2 separate regions of the Hordeum vulgare genome follow, and region 2 is linked to region 1. A link is a contact called in public Hi-C data. All regions are on one chromosome and are shown on one strand. Each heading gives the region's core, a stretch centred on a gene start, on an enhancer-like site or on the middle of the called end of the contact. The rest is flanking DNA. Distances are from core to core; before and after follow the strand shown. Region 1 holds the start of LOC123448952 (thioredoxin-like protein AAED1, chloroplastic). Region 2 holds the start of LOC123448956 (receptor-like cytoplasmic kinase 185).

Region 1 (5,509 bases), core at 2,163-4,662:
ATCCAGATCTCCAGCTGATTAGGCTAAGGAATCCGACGTGTCCTACAAGTGTCTTAGTAGTTGCACGTTCAGTTTAGGGAAGAGTCCTAGTCCAACTTTGCCTTTGAGTCCTATGATGAGTAAGGCCAGCCTCTATAGAGGTAGCCAACTAGTACTAGGATTCCTTAGCCTGTTCAGCTGGAGGTCTGGACGCATGCTGCCTCCTCTGATGCGTAGATCCCCACATGACACAATGCTTCGGCTAAAACCGACACATACACTCCTCCACCTATGCAAATGGTGAAATGACCTTAAATCTGTTTCTTCTACCATTAATGTCAAGTCTAAACAAGTAGGGCCTTTAATTGAGATACGAACTGAAATCCTTGAACCTGTACATTAAGTCCCTAAATCTGAAAGTAAGCTGACAGGTCAACTAATCTGTATTAAATTGAGCCCATTAATGGAAAGAATGCGTGGGATGCCCCAATTTCTATAATGACACCACCAAACTACATATTAAGATTTGATACTTCCTCTGTTCAGAAATATGACATTTTAGAAACGGGCTATACACAACGAACTCCTCATACCTGATATTCAAGATCATCAGCCGAAAAATACAAAGGAGGTTGATCTCCTTTTCCATTTCCAGGAAGTCCACCAGTTGACAAGATGTCACAAAGTACCTTTAACATATAATCGACAAACAATTTAATGTATGCATGCCAACCACTTCAACTGAAAAACATAAACATGGCACTTTGCATGCATGTCTATAGAAGTGAACATTTATAACTCACACGGTTACTGTTTCCAAGAAGATTAAAAAATGGCTCAAGAAGATTTTACAATAATGAAACATAGAGTAGACTACCTGTAGATCTCTACCCCAATCAACAGGGTCACTGACAACAAACACTCCTTTAACTCTCTCCTGGTAAACATCATATGGTCGATGCAATTTTTCAGACATAAAGTCTTCACAGTTTGATTCTCCCACTTTCCATTTTTTGAAAGGAGCTAGGGGGTCAATTTCCTTAAAATATGATGAATAGTCATCTATAGATAGAACCTTTCTGCACATAACAAACAATTCATGAGAAATACACACAACAAATTTCACTACGGTCGTAATACTTAAAAGCAACATTAAGGATTACCTAAAACCATACTCAGCCATCACTGCTGCAGGCTCTCCTTTTCCAACAGCAACAATAAGATCATCTTCAAAACTGTAGTAACAGGAAACCGTTGTATATTCCGTTCAGGAATAAAATTTCATGGGTGAAAATCACAAACGTTATCCATAGACAGAACTTAAAGACTACTTATGTACTTCAATGCTATACCGCTTCACCAGCTCTCTGTAAGGAGAATGGCCATGCACAACCTGCATCATCATCACAAAAAAAGGCAGAAATTAACATAGAAACAGATGCAGATATTCTTTTTCATTAAACTGTGTTGTGTTAATTGTTAGTTAAAAGTCTAATGTTGTGTATGACTGACTGTTCATAAGCAATGAATAATGAGCCATGATGATAGTGTAAATACCTGTGCTGGAGAGATGTTAACTCCCAAAAGCTCACTTAACTCTAGGGCTCTTTTATGCTCTGGAACACCACCTCCTGCCAACAAATTGAAAAATCTTAATAATATCAATAACGAGATTTGGTAATATAACTGAGAACTGGTAAGCATCACCGTGCCTCACTGTACAAAGTACAAAACCCTTAAACATAGGATGGGTATGAAAAAATAACTGTTCAACATTGTAAAACATTCTTCCTGTAGGAAACATTGCCTCTTAATTATCCAGATAGTTCAGCATTATTCTATAACCAAAATAGACAAGTCAACCTCAGCATTTCAATTTTTGTAAGGCTGAATCCATGTGAGTTAAGATAACCCCATAATACAGGTGGTGCCATGTTAGGGCTGTGGGTCTTTTGTTTTTTGCAAACCACATCATGCTAATGAAATTTCATGAAATTAACACTAAGAATGGTGTAACTTTCATATATAATTGTGTATTTGAACCCACAGGGTTGCGCCATTTTTTTATATTTTTTGCAAATCACATTATGCTAGTGAAATTTCATGAAATTAACACTAAGAACGGTGTAACCACATAATTGCGTATTTGACCTCCACAGGGTTGCGACACCGGCGCCGCCACTGGCTACAATATAGTGACATATATTGGAAAACATCATGCATGCAACTGGTTTAGTTGTAGTACAGGAAGATATTAACCTGATTATAAGAGTTAAGCCAACATTCAGTTCGTGTTAAAATTAACAGGCCTGATATTGATCTAAATAACAGAAGCAATCCATCACTATATATAGAAATCATTGCAACCATTTTAGATAAACAGGATGTGCTATAGGACATAGTGAACTGCTCACCGTTGGTCAAGAACAGAAAAGGAACCTTCAGGGTACCTGAAAAAGAGGCAACGAATGATGATCCACAAGCTACTAAGCACCATATGGTAGGGCATTAATTTACTATCATTGCCAGCATATTTTTTTTTTAAAACATACTGATGCAGCATAAGTGTTCAGCAATCTATTACTCCTTCCCTCCGTTCGTGGTGTTTCATGCAGCTTTGATCATGACTTCCACTTCCAGTATGAATATGGTAGTAAGAAAATTAGAAAATTATGTTGCTATGAAGTATATTTCATGACGATCTACTGGAGTTATTTCCCCTGAGCAACCTAAATATCTTTTATGTATTATAAGTTTCATAAGTTTGACTACATGCTCTTTCGGAAGTCATCTGTTTACAAACACAGTTATTAGTAGTGCACAGCACAAATATCTTTTATGTATTATAAGTTTTATAAATTAACATAATCCGCATGAACACCACGCCCAAGCACAAACCTAGTGCCTAGGACCTGTTTGATGAAATAACGCAAAGGCACCTAGCACACGTTGCCAATCCGCCTGCACAAGTACGGACGAAACGCTCCCTTCTTGATCTTCTTATATGTAGTACAATACAAACTGATTCAACCAAATGCCAGCAGAGTGCAAGAAGCACGGGATTACCATCGTCGGAGTAGAGGCGTCGGATGGCCTGCGGCGAGCCCCCGATGGGGCTACGGCCGCGCAGGATGACCCCGTCAATGTCGAAGGCGATGCCGAAGGAAGGCCTCGCCGGCGCCGCGGCGCAGTGGGACAGTCGGCGGCCGCGCGTGCCCTGGAGCTCCACCCGCGTCCGCGCCGCCGCGAGAGCGAGAGCGGAGCGGAAGCCCCTCATGCCGTCAGAGAACGCGACGAGGCGTGGCGAATTGTGGACTCCTTTTTCGCAACCAAAAAAAAAGAGTTCCGGGCTCTTTATTTCCGCGGTCGCTGACGTGCGGGCCACCACCCGCTGTGTGATGTGTGTGCCGCAGCACAAGACGTGGCGGGCCGGCGTCCCGCAGCAGCGCCGCGCCCTCTTCTTCTTCCAGCTCCGGTTCCAAGGCCAACTCTCGGGGCAGTGACAGCCGCACAACCGCCCGTTGGTCACCACCCAAACTCCGCTCGCCACCGGCGCCCACCGCCATGGCCGCGCACTCGCTGCTCACCGTGCCGCGCGCGACTGCCGGCCCGCGACTGGCTGCACCGCTTTTCACCCCGGCCGCGACCGGGCCGAGCCTCTGCCGCGCGAACTACCGGCCCGGCCACCTCACCAACCAGCAGCAGCGGCTGCGCCACCTTCACCCGGCCACCAAGCCCGGAGCCATAGGTATCCCGCGACCTCCGTCGGTCACACTGGTCGCTTATATGATGCTGTTCAGCTCGATCTGTGAAAGCCACACGCACGCGCGCTTAACATGATCGGCGCGATTCGCAGGGAGCGCCGCGGAGGCTGCTTCGGCGCCGGCGGAGGGGCTCGTGAGGTCGCTGCAGGGGGTGGAGGTGCTCGACCTGAGCGGGAAGGCGGTGCCCGTCGTTGATCTGTGGAAGGACAGGAAGGCCGTGGTTGCGTTCGCCCGCCATTTCGGGTGGATTTCACTGTTTCTGTCCGGATTATTTGTCGAGCTACGGCGATTATTTTGTGTAGCTGAGATGATTGGTGCTGGTTATTTGCAGGTGTGTGCTATGCCGGAAGAGGGCCGACCTTCTGGCAGCTAAGCAGGTCAATTCGATGTCTCATTGATTCCCCACTTTGTTAATTACTAGTGATAGAGGAACATACGAAATGCCGTCAACTGCTCAAAGCTATGCATTCTGTCGCTTGTCATTTGCCAAGGTCCATTGAACAAAAATGAACCCCCCTGTTTCAGAGGTCATGGCCCATGGGTAACGTACTAACACCTGCTCAATGTTTGGCTGCCCAGATGTTTCAGTAATTCCGCACAGCATAAGGCCTTCCTAAGTTAGTTAACGCAAAACTTAACGTTATGTGTTCAGTTTCATTAGCTTATGTAGCTCCTGAATTCAGTGTATGCCTTTTGTAAACTGTTCTTTTTTGTATGTTTGATCTTCATTCAGGAGGCAATGGAAGCTGCAGGAGTTTCTCTTGTTTTAATCGGACCAGGTACTGTTGAACAGGTATGTGCTCTACTGTGAGAACACTTCTTTTTTGGTGTATTTGGTGGTTGTGAAATAAAATAAGGCTAATGTGGACGGTAAGGATAATACGCACTGGTGTTTGATGTGGTATTGTGTTTGGTGTATTCCTGAAGTAACCATGAATCAACGGTTACGTTTATCACGAAGAGGAGTTGCAAACTCATGAGTGTTCTGGTGGTTGATTGAATTAGTTATTTGATAGATGGAGTCCATTTTAATTGTAGATAATCTATCATGTCAATGGTTGATGGAATAATACTGTATTTTTACTGATCCAGGCAAAGGCGTTTTCTGATCAAACCAAATTCAAAGGAGGTAAGAGTAAATACAATTATACATCGACTTGTACGCCTATAACAATGTTAACATGCTAGTATAGTAGATTGAAGTGGTAGCAGCCGAGGCCGGAGCTTATTGTGATAAGTGGGCCCTGGCGCCCCTTCTAAATGAAAAACCCACTATTAACTATCATTATATCACCCTAGTCCCTCTTTTAAATAAAAGTCCCACTACTAAGTATCATTACTTTCTACTTATACACCAACTAGAAGGAAGTTAGCAATAGTTTGCTAGTATCATGTAGCATAATTTATTGGCCGTCTCTACATTTTGGTTCATGCTCCTCCACTGGTACCAATGATTCAGTGTTGTGATGCATTAGTATATGTTGAAAGCATGTTCCACTTAGGTTCTGAAAGTAGGTGGAACCTTTTTTATGCAACAGTATTTTGGCCTTCAAATAACTAGTGTCTCATGAAACCAGTTCTCTTGATTATGAACCTTTTCCCATGAAACGCTTTGCGCAGAGTGCTCCTAAAGCTCAAATTTTACAAGTTCTCAGTAACTGTGCAACAGGGGCAGCTTAACTATACAAGAAAATGAGTTGTTGACGAAACATTTTGGTTTATTAATACTATAGTTCTTAAGAAAATGAAAATGAAAATTATTTATA
Region 2 (5,857 bases), core at 2,653-5,152, 540 kb before region 1:
GAGCGAGAGCGGCAGCTATTTCTGCGATCTGAGGTCTCCGGCTGGCTGTTGTATTCAGGCACATCCGAGCAACGGAGAGGGCCTGGAACAATGATGTCATGCTGTACTGATTGCCAAGCGCTGGATCTGCCAACATTGTAAAATCCTTCTGGTTGATCAAAGGGATGGCCTGAAATTATACACGAACAAAAGTCACAACATTAATCTTCATCGCAGAAAGAGAAACTCGTTTTCCTTTTTAGAGAAGGGTTCTTAAGATGTACTCACTCCGTAAACTAGTACATGAAAGGGGCAAAAATAACTATATAGGTTTCTGTCTAGTGTAGGCCAAACCTATTGTGGCCTCCATACGAGAAATGCAAGAAGAATCTTATCTCAGCAATGGCAAGACCAAATGTAATAAAAGAAGATAACAAATCTATGCTAATCAAATGGTTAAAAACTACTGATAAACTTATGATTCTTCTGCCAGTTTTCAGAAGCAAATAGAAATCAGAACTCACCAAAGATATACCAGGGAGTAACACAATATTCTCCTTGGTACAGACATTATAGCATTAGGGAGAAGCAAGGAGTAGTTCGATAAAAGAAAAAGAAAAGGCAGGAAGTGATGCTTACCCATTCAGCAAGGCTACGCTCAGCTTTGATTCGACTCTGATCTAAAGCCTTTCTTCCTGTGATAACCTCCAGTATAACAACACCAAAGCTGTAAATATCTGACTTGATAGTCAACTGACCGCTCTCAAGATACTCCGGTGCACAATACCCAGGTGTGCCCATCACTCTAGTTGAAACATGAGTATCGTCGCCAGTCGGACCTAGCTTTGCCAAGCCAAAGTCGGCCAGCTTTGGATGATATCCCTCGCCAAGCAAAATATTCGCGCATTTCACGTCACGGTTTATGACAGGAGGGTTGCAGTTAACATGCAAATGCTTCAGGCCTTGAGCTGCCCCAGCAAGTATCTTCATCCTTGTATTCCAGTCAAGAGGCTTCTTATCAGGGGGAAGATCTGGGAAGATAAAAAACAAAACCGAATTCTGGTTAAACAAGCTTCTGATTATTCAGCAACAATGTAATGAAGTAGGGAACTATATACACATGGTAGTTTAGTACCATACCAAATATATGAGTTTCCAGTGAACCCAGAGGCATGAATTCATAAACTAAAAGCCTCTGATCATCATCAGCGCAGAAGCCAACAAGCTTGACAAGATTCGGGTGATTCATCCTGCTCAACACCATAACTTCTGTGCAGAACTCTCTGTTCCCTTGAGATCCATTGGGGTTGAGAATCTTTATAGCAACCTGTTGCAGCAACATACAAGTGAATCATATACTACACCATATCCTCACAAGCCTCACTTGTCATAACAAAATAACCTCAGCAAACCATATAGGCCATAGCATAGATCGTCGACCACATTAAAAATATTAAAATACGAAACAAAATGCTACCGAGATCCATTCTTGAGCTCACCACATCAGTTTAACTTCTCATCACACTGTCGTTCACGCGACTAACATTTTAGCAAGAAAAAATATCTTCCGAGTTTAATACATTATCAAACATGACTGCAATTATTTAACTGCCCATAGAACACATGAACTCACCTCGTTGCCGTCCAGCACACCTTTATAAACCTTTCCGAACCCACCCTCTCCCAGGAAGTGGTTTTGCGGGAAGCCCAATGTCGCCGCATTCAGCTCCTCGTAGGTGAATGATAGGCGATGGGTATGACCAGGGCTTGAGATGAACTTAGTGCGCACGGCTCCCTGACTGGCCCCTAATCTTGACATCTCTGCAGAAACAAAATAGATGCATCACCAGTGTAGTTGTCAGCTATCACATGAAAAAGGCTGAACACTTTCATTATCCAGAAGGAAACTGTTTTTGTGGGAAATTATGAATCGGCAAAAAGGAACTGGCCAATTCCAAGTATGCAACAACAAAAAAGCTTATTGTAAACAGAAAAGTCAAAATTACAGAAATAACCCTTTTCTTTTTTACTTAACACTATCCATGTTGAAACAATCATGTAATCTAATTTCTACTTGTTTCTAAGTATAGATGCATGGGGTTACAGAGTAAACTCCCAAAAAATTCTAAACCTAGTAATTGGACATAGTAAATCAATGAATTTACAGACATGCAAACCTAGTAATACACGAGGAGTACATAGATTTATACAGCTGTACCTCATTAATAACCACAATAAACACACATATATATAAACAACTTGCAGTAACCTGTTTCATTTGGTATATCATGCTATATACACATATTCAAAGTATTTTTTGGGTGTCTCGCTTAAGATCTCATCTATATCAAATCCAGGCTTTGCCATCGCACTAATCCAACCATAGCAAGAACAAGGGACAGAAATTTGTGTGGGGACATGCATACGTCACACATATCATAGATGACACGGTGGGATTTGTGGTCCTCCTCATAATAATAACATTAAATTACTTCCTAAAAGAAAAATTGCCACAATCAAAGGACATGCATACGTCACACATATCATCGCGACACAGTGGGATTTGCGGTCCTCCTCATAATAATAACATTAATTTACTTCCTAAAAGAAAAATTGCCACAATCAAATAACATTTACTCAGTAGCCAGTAAAATTGTGTGCAGTTTCAAGACCCAGAACAACACTTTCTGTTCTAGGAGGTTAGTTGGACGTTTGCTCTGTTTTGGTCGGCGCCACTGCCACGGTGGTTGTGTAGATTTTGGGCCACTTCGGTAATCTTCTTCTAAATATAGAAGAAGACCTCAAGACTGTGCTCTGACATTTGTTTTATAGAAAGAAAAATAGAAGAAGCCCTAGGACCACAAGTTCATGGCGAAATTAATTACTCAATCGGTTGAAAATATACTACTCATGTATATCGCCAGTATATCTTGCGCTGTACACAGATAAATGAGATACTAAATGACTAGGTAGAATGCCCCTAATTATTAGCTTGATTTATTAAAATTAACAATATTCGATGTCCTGCATATTTTTTCTACCGGAATAAGAGAAACGTCATGGTACATTAGCGAATTGGTAAAGAAAAAGTGAATTGAAGTACTATCCAGATATGCAACGATTTATTCATAGCATATCTGCACGCATCCAAAGAAGAGCACAGGCAAATCACAATGAGAGGAACGCATGGATCTTGTGCGGTTTCAGGGCCGAGAAGAGAACCACACTTTGTTGGCAAAATCAATTACTTAATCGTGAAGAAATGAACCTACGCGCGGTCCTAGTTCCCGATGTTGCAACTGCTCAAACGATTTCACGCAGAGTATCCGAAATCACGAGAAAGCGCTGCGGCATCCCAAATTCTGGGAACGAAGAAGCGCATTTCACGAGCCATGCATGAAACATCAAGCGAAGAAGCGCCAAGAAACCACGGGATCAGCCGCGCAAGAACCCTCGCTCATAGACCACCGACGTCAGAAACGAACCGAGAATCCGATCAACCGCACGATACCAAAGAGACCGCCTCGAGCGGCGGGGCCAAACTAGCACGCCACCGCGGCGGCCAAGAACCGGCGCCGCACCGGCGCCAGGGGAGAAGAAGAAGGAGAAGAATTCCGGCACCGCAAAAGAAGAGGAAGAAGGAGGAGGAGGAGGAGGGGAGGCTGCGCGCACGTACCAGCTGAGGGCGACGGCGTGGGTGTGGGCGTGGGCGTGGGCGTGGGCGAGGGCGAGGCGGCCGGCGCGATCTGGGACGGCCTCTCGGCGGGCTCCTTCTTCTTCCTGTCCCCGGCCGCGGCGCCCTTCTTCTTCTGCGACGAGGCGCAGCACCCCATGGCGTCCCGAGGCGCGGAATGCAGAGGGGAGGGGAGGGGAGGGGTGGGGTGGGGTGGGAAGGGAAGGGGAGTGCGCAGGGTTTGGGTTTGGGAGCCGGAGGTTGGAACGGACGACAAACGCAGGAAGAATGCGGGTGGAGAAACTGACGAGACGGGACGAGACACGACTCCGTCCTCCCCTTTTGTCTGTCCACGACTCCGTCCTCCCCTTTTGTCTGTCCACGACTCCGAGGAAGGACGGAACCACTCACAACACAACTGTCCTCAGGTGCCGTCTGCTGCCTCCGCCCCGCCCCGCGTGACCCACTGTTTGCTTCCGAAGCCAGGACACGCACGCGCGCTCTCCGTTACGCCAAGTACGCCTTCGCCCCTGCGTTACGTTTTTTTACCCAAGTACGCGTTCCTTTGTACACTACTCCTTTGGTCTCTGAATTCGCTCGGACACCTCCTTCCTTCCTTGGCCGCGGCCGCCGCCGCAGCAGCAGCAGCCCGTTGGTCGCGGTCTCCGGGGGGTTGGGTGAGGGGGAGATGCAGGGGTACGGCGGGGAAGACCTGCTGGGCGAGGCCATGTGCGCCGGCGCGCGGGTGGTGGTCGTGGAGGACTGCGTGGAGGCGCCAGCCGCCTTCGTCCTCCACCTCCTCCTCAAGCGCGCGCTCGCCGCGGGCGGGGGCGCGGCGCTCCTCGCCCTCGCGCACCCCTTCTCGCACTACGACCGCGTCCTCCGCAAGATGGTAAGCGCCCCGCCCTCCCACCGGCATTTCCTCCAACATGTTCTCTGCTTGATACCACACTAACCCTAAGCACGGCCTACGTTTCACACACACTTGTGACTCAGCGAGTACTGCTGCAGAGCTGTACTATGTCTTAGTGGAGAAATTGTGTAAGCGTGCACCTGCTAGCTTCGATGGATCACCTGCAAAAGAATGGGTGATAGTCCATCAGAAAATTCGACAAGGTGATCTAGGGATAGAATCTACTAGTACTACTAGATAGCCTCTTGCCCTGGTCTGAATGTGAAATCCCATACCGAACGCAGAAGTAGATGTCACAACTGCATAGTTGTGTTGCCAGGAAGCCAGTACTGGATGAACTGGCAGCAACTGCTCGCTGTCTGCGACACTTTGGGATTCCAATAACCAGCTCATCCGAAACCAGAAGGCCTAGGCACTTTGCACAAGTTAAATAATCTAAGTTTGATTGGTGCACTGAAGGCTGGACTAACCATTCAGAGAGCGTATAACTTTCGATTTCTTCCAGTATCATGGGTCCTGGCATGGGCATCCTGCCACAAAGAGCATGATCTACTTGAAAACGTTGAACGGCTCATGATTTCTTCTTCTGAAATTTTCTAGGGCTGTAACTTATCCGTGCATAGGAAGAGCGAGAGGCTTCATTTCTTCGACTTGCAGGCGTTCCCAGGCAAGCAATATTTGAATACCTTGTTTCTCCAAATGCTTCATTATCGTTAACAGGTCACTGATTTGCATGCTTCTTTACTCAGGTGGAACACGGGGAGGTGTCATTGCTGATAGCTTGGCTCAGCTGTACAGTGGCCTTCAGAGAGTGGTGGAGGCATACAGGACTGGAGAAAATGCAGGTCGGTTCACGGTTATGATAGATGATGTTTCGCTCTTGGAAGTTGCTGCCAATGGTTCTGCAGATGATGTCTTGGACTTCCTGCATTATTGTGTGACACTTACTTCCGAGATGGTAAAGCTGAATCTAGCAATCACTGCCAGTACTCTTTCTTCACAGCATATTCACATTCTTTACACCCTGTTTGTGTCTTGGCAGAATTGCTCGCTTGTGGTTCTTAATCACGAGGATATTTATTCAAGCGAGGATGGTGTGGGACTTCTCTTGCATCTGCGCTATATTGCTGATCTTGTGATTAAGGCAGCGCCTCTGAGCACCGGTTTAGCCGCTGATGTTCATGGACAGGTTAGGTTCTCGATCACCACTTTGCATACTTTAGGTTCTTGCTTTGATTTTTGGAGCCAGTATAGTGGTAAGTTTGCTCCGGCGAACCTTTGGTCTTATTATG

Evidence for each region. Hi-C and Micro-C count contacts between places; a contact is called where the count stands out from the background.
Region 2: a contact with region 1 is called in a Hi-C map of leaf, with 6 times the contacts expected there. The contact joins the promoter of LOC123448956 here to the promoter of LOC123448952 in region 1. A contact is called at or near these places in 4 of 6 Hi-C or Micro-C datasets (leaf and seedling) and 1 of 1 datasets of contacts at active chromatin or transcription factors (embryo).

What each region holds. Positions count from the first base shown.
Region 1 is chr4H:459,180,892-459,186,400 of MorexV3_pseudomolecules_assembly, reverse strand. LOC123448952 (thioredoxin-like protein AAED1, chloroplastic) reads left to right here and starts at 3,412. Exons shown (of 9, transcript XM_045126007.1): 1 at 3,412-3,727; 2 at 3,836-3,986; 3 at 4,075-4,120; 4 at 4,477-4,536; 5 at 4,836-4,872. The coding sequence starts at 3,544. It overlaps LOC123448951, which reads right to left and starts at 3,288. Exons shown (of 11, transcript XM_045126006.1): 1 at 3,046-3,288; 2 at 2,394-2,429; 3 at 1,537-1,610; 4 at 1,332-1,372; 5 at 1,143-1,214; 6 at 857-1,058; 7 at 573-668. The coding sequence starts at 3,256.
Region 2 is chr4H:459,724,266-459,730,122 of MorexV3_pseudomolecules_assembly, reverse strand. It overlaps LOC123448956 (receptor-like cytoplasmic kinase 185), which reads right to left and starts at 3,902. Exons shown (of 5, transcript XM_045126011.1): 1 at 3,656-3,902; 2 at 1,613-1,800; 3 at 1,120-1,306; 4 at 619-1,010; 5 at 1-169. The coding sequence starts at 3,812. LOC123448957 (elongator complex protein 6) reads left to right here and starts at 4,208. Exons shown (of 5, transcript XM_045126013.1): 1 at 4,208-4,544; 2 at 5,166-5,232; 3 at 5,315-5,523; 4 at 5,608-5,754. The coding sequence starts at 4,341.